Regions from separate parts of the Gossypium hirsutum genome. Here region 2 is linked to region 1. The links are chromatin contacts, called in public Hi-C maps. All regions are on one chromosome and are shown on one strand. The core of a region is the stretch at or near the end of the contact, and the rest is flanking DNA. Distances in the headings are between cores, read along the strand shown. Region 1 overlaps LOC107904432 (a long non-coding RNA gene). Region 2 holds the start of LOC107904426 (xylose isomerase).

Region 1 (4,568 bases), core at 1,010-3,509:
TCTACCATTCTCAACTTCTAACTCAGAAATCCGACCACAATACTGATGTTGAATAGCTACTTTATGGAAATAGCTGGTATTCCGATCTCCATTCTTCAACCAGTTAACACGAGCTCTTTGCTCCCCAAAAACTTCTTTATCAGCCTCCAAATTAAGGTCCAATTGAACGTCCATAACTTCAGTTAAATTCTCATCAGAAAGTTCCTGATTATAAAGATAACTTAGTCTGTTTTCAAGAGCCATACGATTCTTCTTTTCCTCTGTAATTTTGGATTTGCTTCATAATTGCATCTGGTGGCTTAATCTCTCAAGTTTTCCCTGAACACTTACTGAAAAATAAGCCCACCATTTTTTAATCATCTCCTCGAAAGAATTTTCTAAACACCATTTGGCTTCAAACCGGAACAGTTTATCAGGACTAGATTGATCATTCCATCTCAAATGCATGGTGTCCAAAAGAATAGGACAATGATCAGAAAAGGAATAACTCAAATGTTTTAACTGTTAGCTTGGAAAAAGATCCACACAAATGTTCTAACTGTTAGCTTGGAAAAAGATTCACCTAGTTTAACGTAGCAACCCCACGGTTCAGTCTCTCCCGTATATTTGTAGCTAAAAGCCTTCTTCTTTCCCATGTGATCCACCACCCAACAAAACCTAAATCATTTAGACTGCAATCCTCTAATGTTATTCGAAAATTATTCATCTGACTTTCTGGTCTAAGGCAGCCACCTTTTTTTTTCAAAAGAATTTGTAATCTCATTGAAATCCCCCAACACAACCCAAGGGATCGTTTGGTCGTGACTTAGCTGTCTAAGCAAATCCCTAGAAACATTTCTACTCCTACCGTCTGGATTCCCATAGAACTCTGTTAATCACCAAATTTCACCGCATTCATTATCACGAATCTCAACATCAATATGAAACAAGGAGAAACTCTTAAGGTTCGCTAAAGAATTCCATTTCTATCCTAAAGATAATCCTCCTTTCGACCCTACTGCCCCAATCTCAATTCCATTATCAAACCTACACTTTAACCTCACCATTTTCATTATTTTTTAACTTAATTTTATTTTCATAAGAAATAAAATTTGGGGATTAACGGCTCTCAATTGGTTCTTGAGCCTTTTAACAGTTCATGATCTCTCCAAACCACAAACGTTCTAGCTTAAAATTTTTATTTTGCTCAGCTGCTCTACTCACCAGAGCTAGCCATTAAGTCCAAAGAGCCTCCTTCAGCGTTAACACCCAATAGAGCTACGAGGCCCTCAACTAATCTCTGTCGCTTCCTTCTGTCCAACGCGGATATTGGATCATTTTCCTCTTTTAAAACTAAATTCATAGGCCCATTTACCAACCCATCAAAATTTGAATCACCTTTGCTCCAATTACCCTAATTATTCTTCCCATTAATGATATATTATTGGTTTGACCCCAAAAGAATTAAATTGGAATTTGATATTTGATTCCTAAAATTTATCCCTAAATTCCTCCCAGTGTATTTCTCCTTATTTGATATACTACTTTGATTGAGACTTTTCATATTTCCAACACTGTACTGTGACCCATCAGCATCATGCAACCACCTACTCACCACCGTATTTTGTCACATCAACACAGCCCACAATGATATATCCCAGCCAAAAACAATTTTTAAAGGCTCAATTTTAAGAAGAAAGGGACAATAACTCTCACTATGCTCCAACTTGCCGCAAATGAAGCAAAATAGACTTAATTTTTCATATTTAAATTGAGCATAAATAGAAATAGCTTTCCCAATCTGAATCTTCTTCTTATGTTTCAACAGAGAGATACGTCCAAACGAACACGAATGTGCAGGTATATTTTAAGGCCCAAGATTGGAATGGAAGTATCATAATCGAGGAAATTACCCAGGAAATTCCCAAATTGTTTAGCCGTTGCTTCAATCATCAGACCTGGAGGTAATTTGTGCACTTGTACCCAAAATTCAGTAAAATTTAACACCAAAACTGATGGATTTTCTCCATTTTGAATTCTTTGCAATATAAGCAAGTGATTATTGAAGAACCACGATGTACCAGAAATTACCCTTTGGACGTCAACATCATGAAAGAATTGGAACAAATATCATTTTTCCCTTAAATCCGTAATACAAATCCCTCCAATTGGGTGCCAAAGATCTGCCATAGTATTACTTAGAGAAGGGAAATGGACAACACTATCTGTTAGACATCGCCCCACCAAACAGACCTGATAGCTCCGATCCATCACCGCTGCTTCCTTTTGGAATGCCTACTCTTCATCATCTAATAAACTTAGACTGGCTAATTCCTCTTCCATAACAACGTAAAAGAACCCCAATCCGATACAAAATACTCAAGGATAAAAGATAATCAATACCAGAATCTGACAAATAGGAGAAAAAACAATCAATACCAGAATCTGACAAATAGGAGAAAAAACAGAAGAACAAATAATATTTGTGCCAAGAGGCAAACAGAGAGAACATGTCAAGAGGCAGACAGATAGAACGTGCCAAGAGGCAGACTTTAGCTTTAAAAACCCTACTGAAAATTGATGTTAAACGAACACTTGAACACAATTTTATTTTAAAACTTTAAAGGAGAAATTTTCCAACTTAAAATTTTGGGGGACAAACCTCTGCTTTTAATCCAAACATACGTAGTAATAATGAGGTAAGTATAGTCAATATTATCAAAAGTTAAGAAATATAAAAGCATAAATGGGTGCAAGCATACATCTTTTACGATGAATAGAAAAGAATCAGTATATTTGATAAAATTAAATGAAAGGGATAACTAGCCTCAGTCAAGTTGGAGAAAGGATTGTATGAAATTTTAATTCTACGTCATCCCTATTATTTTCCAATAGGAGGATGACAAATCAGATTTTTTTTCCTGATATTCAACTTTTTCCCCTAGAAAAATTCAAATTCGACTAAAAATGTTGAATATCTGAAAAAAATATAATTTGTCATTCTCCTATTGGAAAGAGATAAAGTTGATATGGAATCACAGTTTCATGTAATTCTTTCTCATCAAGTTGATAGGATAGCTAGCTAATCCGGAATATAGGGACTTCTAATTAACGCTTTCCAAATTGCTTTCAAGTAAAGTATTTCCCCAAATAAATTGGCTACCCAATGTGGGAAGCTAGGAATTCAATATTAAAGAGATAAAGTAAAATATTACAAGTTCAGGTCAAGACAACATCAAGTTAAAAGTTTAACACCAAATAAAATAATGTTTTTTTTTCTGAGCAGAAAATTACTGTGGGAATAACTTATATTAGGATAATCCTAAAATCTAAGGTTTTTAGGCATCGATAAAATTTTGTCACATCGTCAAATTTTAAATACACGAAATTATTATTATACACTCATTCTTAGAGAAATTATTTTATGAACCCTTCCCAACACATTATTCAAGGTCCCTTGAACCTAAACCTTGAATTCTAAATTTAAAACCCAAGTCCTAAACCTTAAGCCCCAAACCCCAACCTTGAACCTCAAGACTTGGGATTCAAAGTTTAAGGTTTAGGGTCCGAGTTCAAGGTTCGGGATTCTAAATTCAAGGTTTATTGTAAAATAATACCAAAATTATGTCTCAATGACATGTGTCGAAACCATTTTTTTGAAAGTGTCGACTTTTTATTTAAAACGAAAACGAGAATCGCCACCAAGCTTTTTTACGAGGTGTGATCAAATCACCTTACAATTCGATCATTTTAAAAAATAGTTTATTTTATTAAAACAACAATTTTGGTTTTGAAATTTAGAGAACGAGTTCGGGAGTCGGTTACGTACGAGGAAGGATTAGCACCCTCATAACGCCCAAAGTTGGTACCTAGTTGATTAATTAATGTCTTAGTGTCGAAAAGTTGAAAACTTGAAAATAATTTAAAATACGATCATTCTTTATTGTTATTTAAAAATGCTTGAATGAATTGAAACGAGCATTAAAGGCCCTCTCGTCCCGTGATAACAAAATGTCACATCCCATAGGTTAGGATGCGACATTTGAACCCCCGGGAATAAGCTCGTCTTTAATTTTTATTGAAATTTCATGTATTTTAAAATTTAAAATCATATTTGGTTATTTAGGTTTAATGAGAAAATTGAAACCCCGTAAATTAGGGTACGATTTCTCGGATCTCCAAAACGCAAAATATTGCCTTATTTTGAAAATTTTCTTTTTTTTGAATAATAGCGAGTACAATGCTTAAATGATGTGCATTTGTTTTATTTGGAATAAAATAAAATGGCCTATTATGGATATAAAAAAATGTGACTTTTGAAGTGATTTTAATGAAACAAGATGGAATGATAATATCGAACATGGCATAATAATTTATGAATAAGATGTTACATTAATGAATGACAATAATATGAAAATACGAATAAACGAAATATAGTACACATAATGGCAATAATCACACAACATACATCATTTTAAGTACTGAAATTAATAATCAAAGAAAATATGAAATAAAATAATATATAAAAACAATTTAAAGTAAATAATATATATAAAAAGTTTAAAATAAATAATATATGAAAAAATTTT
Region 2 (4,883 bases), core at 2,207-4,706, 160 kb before region 1:
AAGGTCCTTGTAGGCACGAGTGTCAGATACAGGTTCTTCAAGCAAAGTAAAGAGTAAGCAAAATAGGGTTCTAGATCACAAAGTCTTATAAAGCCTAATAAATTCCAAATCAGTAACTCTCTGGACTAAGGACTACAATCTCTCATCATATAACTTTTTTTCTCAGCCAGCTGATTTTACCCTGTAATCATCAGGTTCTTCAATTTTTCTGGTCCTGGTATAAACTAGACCTAAACACTTAAGGTATGCTTTTCAAACCGTGCATGCAGTCTTGTTCATGAAATCAGTTACTGTTTTACCAGGCAAGAGTTAACCATGAAACAAATCCCTTCAAATACACAAGTTTAGATATTACTTTATTTAGCTATGCAGCAGTTACCAAAAATCGTCTAGCTGGCAATGTTAGATGCCAGACAAGAATTCATTAGAGCTCACCAAGCAGCCCATATTTACGCAAGAAGTTAAGTGTTGTTGCAGCATCCCAGTCATACCTGTAAATAAATCAAGCAATAATTCATATAAAGAACAGCGAACTTGACTGCTATTACTAATTGAGAAAGGCAGTAATTGTCGAAACATACTGATGTTTGGTAGGTTCTTGAGGCTTAGGTTCAATCAGTAGAGTTCCTGAATCAAAGAATATTCCATCAGAATTCCACGAAAAAAAAATAACTACAGAAAGACAACCCTGTGGCCCAGAATAGCATAATTTTTTTGTCCCCCTTCTCACCACCTACATTTGCTGGAAGGGGAGCTAGCATACAGTCTTAAGATTGTTATAATGGAAAATTACCATTGAATCCAATCTTCTTCTTGTAGGCAGCAGCAGCTTCAAGAAATTTTGCCTGTCAAAATAAATAATTGAAGTTGCACAGTTAATAAATAAGACGCCACATTGGAAACTTGAAGAAGAAAGTTTAATCAGGAAAATGCATAAAATAGAGCAAACATTTTAAGTAACATGAAACTAACAGTTGACATTGAAAAACTTTATTTAGCAGATTTCCAAGTAAGAAATGACTAACAAATATACCATATGATCGAGCTCTCTTTCCATGTCTGTGTTCAAGAGTGTTTGGTATCCCTCACGACCACCCCAAAAGACATAATTTTCTCCCCCGAGATAATGTGTCACCTATAGGAACAGAAAGCAAAATATAAAGCAATTACCAGACATAAGACCAACATAACTGTAATCTAAACACAAAAATGCAATAAGTTTAATCTCAACGTTATATAGAAGTAAAAGCCCACCTCCATAGCTTTCTTAACTTGAGCAGCAGCATAGGCATAAACACCCAACTCAGAGCTGAAAAGCAAACACAGAAGTAAGAATTAAGTTCATCAAGGGATATATGCAAATCACTTAAGTAAGGATACCTTGTAGCAGCACCATGCATGTAACGAGGATGCATAAATAGTTGAGCAGTACCCCACAGTGGACGGATCTTGTCCCCCTGCATGATCAAGTAACAAAGATATTCGGGAAACATATAACTTAGTCTTGTATCAAGCAAGAGGGTTTAAAATTTTGAGAAAAGGGGAAAAAGAAAAAGAAAAAAGAGGAGGATAGGTCTCTACTTGAGACAAGCAAATTAAAACTTTTTGCAAATTCAGAAATTACCTGAAGTTCTTCAGCAAGTGCCACAACTTCATCCAAGTTTGAATTAGTTTCCTACAACGAAGACAATAGAAAAAATGATCGATAAACAATTGTCAAAAAAACCAATAGGAGAGGAGGGCTGTTAAGAGAGTTTAGTCAAAACCAGTTCATATTCAAGCATTTAGATATGAAAAGCAACTTGAAGAGTCAATAAGAAAAATATCCAACCTTTAGTGTTTTGCCATCAGGAGCAATGTCCCTGTCATGGAAACACCACCTATCAACTCCAAGCTTGCTTAGGAATTCGAAGTTGGCTCTCACTGCAATCATTTCAAAGAGGAGCAAAGAATGTTACCATCCTGCAGACTAGTATTAATCAAATAAGCACAGGTTGGGAGGAAATAACTATCAATCTTACTTCTTCTTTTGGCCATAGCAATGGAATTGGTACCATCTTCCCATGGCCAATACTTTGTGGGTGCACCAAAAGGATCGGCACCTGTTCCACGAAATGTATGCCAAAATGCAACACTAAATCTCAACCAGTCCTAAACAATTGACAACTAGTCAGCAATCATCAACATCTTGATAGATCTTATACATGTTAAGAATGGGAAATTTGAAACTAACCTTCATTTTCTTCCCGAGAATCACTTCTTCTGCATTGTACCATTTGTATGAAAGTGGATTCTTGCTAGAAGGACCCTGCAGTCAAAATTACTATTAAATAACAAGTATTCGAATAATTAATGCTATGGTAATCAAAAGTGCTTTGAGCTAAGAATGTATTCCAAATCTCTAATAATATATCTCGAAAAGAGAAAGATGCAAGGTTTCAAAACACAGAATATATTTAAATTATTAAATTATATTCAACCCTTTAAATCCTACAGGGGAAGTAACCCTTTTTGTCGCTGTTTTAGGGTTCCGACTCTAGAGAGTCGATATTCACCGATATTGACTATGATAACATTCATTTCCTCTGCAACTACAACAAATAAGACCTAAGTTAAATCCTGCAGGGGATGTAACTCTTTTACCTCATACTTAATTTTGGGAACTCCAGGGAAAAATTCCCCTTCCCATTCACCATCTTCACCACATTTTCCACCGAGATCAGCAGGGCATGTTTCTGGTACAGCATTCTACAGGCAAAAACAATTCCAATTCACAATAAATAAAAAATTGGAAGCAACAAATACATAAAGAATACATTTAAACATCACAAATTAAAGTTCTTTTACCACTATGAAAAAGACAGCATTCATAAAAAGAACTAGTAATAAAATCCTCCCAGCCATACTTTTATGCGTTACTATTATGCGAACTGAACCCTGCAAAAAATAACAAAATAATAACTATAAGTAATCCAATCAAAGAAAATATATTTAAGAATTATTCAGATCACCACATATCAAGTTAGCATCAAAGGAAAAAAAATTAAACACCAGAAATAATAGTCGGAAGTCGGAACAACCAATAGTGCTGCCGACAGTGACAAAAAAAAAGTCTCTTTCTTTTTCCTGATGAATACCCACCATCAGATGCCACATAAAAAGAACAATTTTTTTTAATGATTAAACACATAAAAATCATTGGTTAATAGCAAATAAAAAAAAGACCCTTTGAAAATCGAAAAAAGAAACATATTAATCGAAAGAAATAATGGCAGAAAGTGTTAAACAAAGATAGAGGACATACAGATTTGATTAAGAAAAAAAGGGTTTTGATAAGAAGAACAGAAACAAGCCCTGAGGATGATGACTCTGTACTTATAGCTACATTGAATTCATAATTATATAAAAAAATTATTATATTTTTTTGGATAAAGATTACGTGTCTCACTGTCACCGTTTTCGGTTCTCTTTGTCTAAAAATCTTCTAGCTAATTTTTAGGAATTTACATGTTTTTCTTTTTGGTAATCGGATTCTACATGTTTTTAGGTATAAGTTAGATGCTAAAACATGTTATTCTTTTTAAAATAATAATAATAATAATAAAACACTAAAAAATATTTTTTAAAAAAGTTAAAATTTTTTAAAGAAAAAAAAGGTGTAACTTTTTAATATCAAGTTGTTTGTTTTTATCACTTGATTTATTTTGTTATGATAATGATAATTTTGATTATCTTATGATTTTTTGAATTAAATTAACGGATATTATCAAAATTTATTAAATTTATTTATTTTTAATAAGTAAGGTATATTAAAATGTATTGATAATTTTGAGTAATTTTTTTGACAAAAGAAGAAAACATCACATAATTCATTTCTCCAAATGGGGATATTTAGAAAACTAGTAATCATTGACTATCCAAATGAGTCAATTTGCCCGATCTATCAACTTCTTGGTTCGCTTCTCTAGAGATATGGCATATGCTCCAATGATGAAATCGAAGAACTCGCTGAAGAATTTTCCTAATCAAAGCAGAATTTGATTCTCTTGTGAGTTCTTCTTGTACGACAGTAGCCACTTCAAGATTATTCATCTGAACTAACACATTATCGTAGCCTCAATCAATCAAGATGTCTAAGCCACCTAAGATGCCTTACAATTTAGCCTCGAATACTAAGCAACTCCCTAAAAATTTGTTAAAACTAAGGATTCAATTCTCAACTTTGTCTCGCACAATTCCTTCTGCTGAAGCAGAGTCATCCTCGGACCTTACAAAACCATCAATATTCAAGTAGACAGTTTCCATGTAGATTGGAACACGAAGTTGGAGCCTGAAGTGATATCGTTGGGCCACTAGCTGCCATCATGAACTATTTGGCCCAGCTAAAGGAGACTTTAATAGTGTCGATACTATTCTAAGACGTCCCTTGAAAAATAAAGAGATTGTGATTTTTCCATATGCGCCGTATTAGGATCTGAAAAAAACATTTCTAATCAGCTTTTCCAAATCCTAATTCATGTTTGTTCTGCAGGTTTGAGACGATCCATTCCTGCAAATTACTTGTTTATATAACTATTGGTTTATTCGTATATGTATAAACTTATATTGTGTTTATATAATTTTTTTCTATTGTATTGTATTTTATTATATTTTAAATATTATTTTAATTTGGTAAAATATATTATTTTAATATTATATCCGTGTTGTACCTTTCTAACTTATAAATAAAGATATTTTTTTAATTCACTAAAAGAGTCCTTATTTATTTTTATTCTTTAAAATTATAATATATCTAATATCTAATTTAATGCGTATATCTAATATTTAATTTAGATAGAGATTCACTTACATAGGTGTAAAATTAACTTTTATATATTTTTTAC

What was found. A called contact is a pair of places that touch in the nucleus more often than the background predicts.
Region 2: a contact with region 1 is called in a Hi-C map of leaf, with 1.6 times the contacts expected there. The contact joins the promoter of LOC107904426 here to the enhancer-like site in region 1. A contact is called at or near these places in 2 of 34 Hi-C or Micro-C datasets (leaf and seedling).

The regions. Positions count from the first base shown.
Region 1 is chrA05:33,274,067-33,278,634 of Gossypium_hirsutum_v2.1, reverse strand. It overlaps LOC107904432 (a long non-coding RNA gene), which reads left to right. Exons shown (of 4, transcript XR_001686230.2): 4 at 1,808-2,125. Among protein-coding and RNA genes, the nearest start is that of LOC107904432, 5.6 kb to the left of the region's middle. Within about 2 kb of position 2,259, at least 9 of the 9 cell types and tissues checked have an H3K27ac peak or open chromatin away from gene starts, as enhancers often do. A contact at or near this core is called in leaf, where this site is marked.
Region 2 is chrA05:33,434,472-33,439,354 of Gossypium_hirsutum_v2.1, reverse strand. It overlaps LOC107904426 (xylose isomerase), which reads right to left and starts at 3,456. Exons shown (of 21, transcript XM_016830808.2): 1 at 3,305-3,456; 2 at 2,848-2,937; 3 at 2,644-2,748; 4 at 2,234-2,308; 5 at 2,022-2,151; 6 at 1,832-1,923; 7 at 1,625-1,675; 8 at 1,381-1,457; 9 at 1,255-1,309; 10 at 1,034-1,135; 11 at 794-845; 12 at 582-627; 13 at 436-491. The coding sequence starts at 2,904.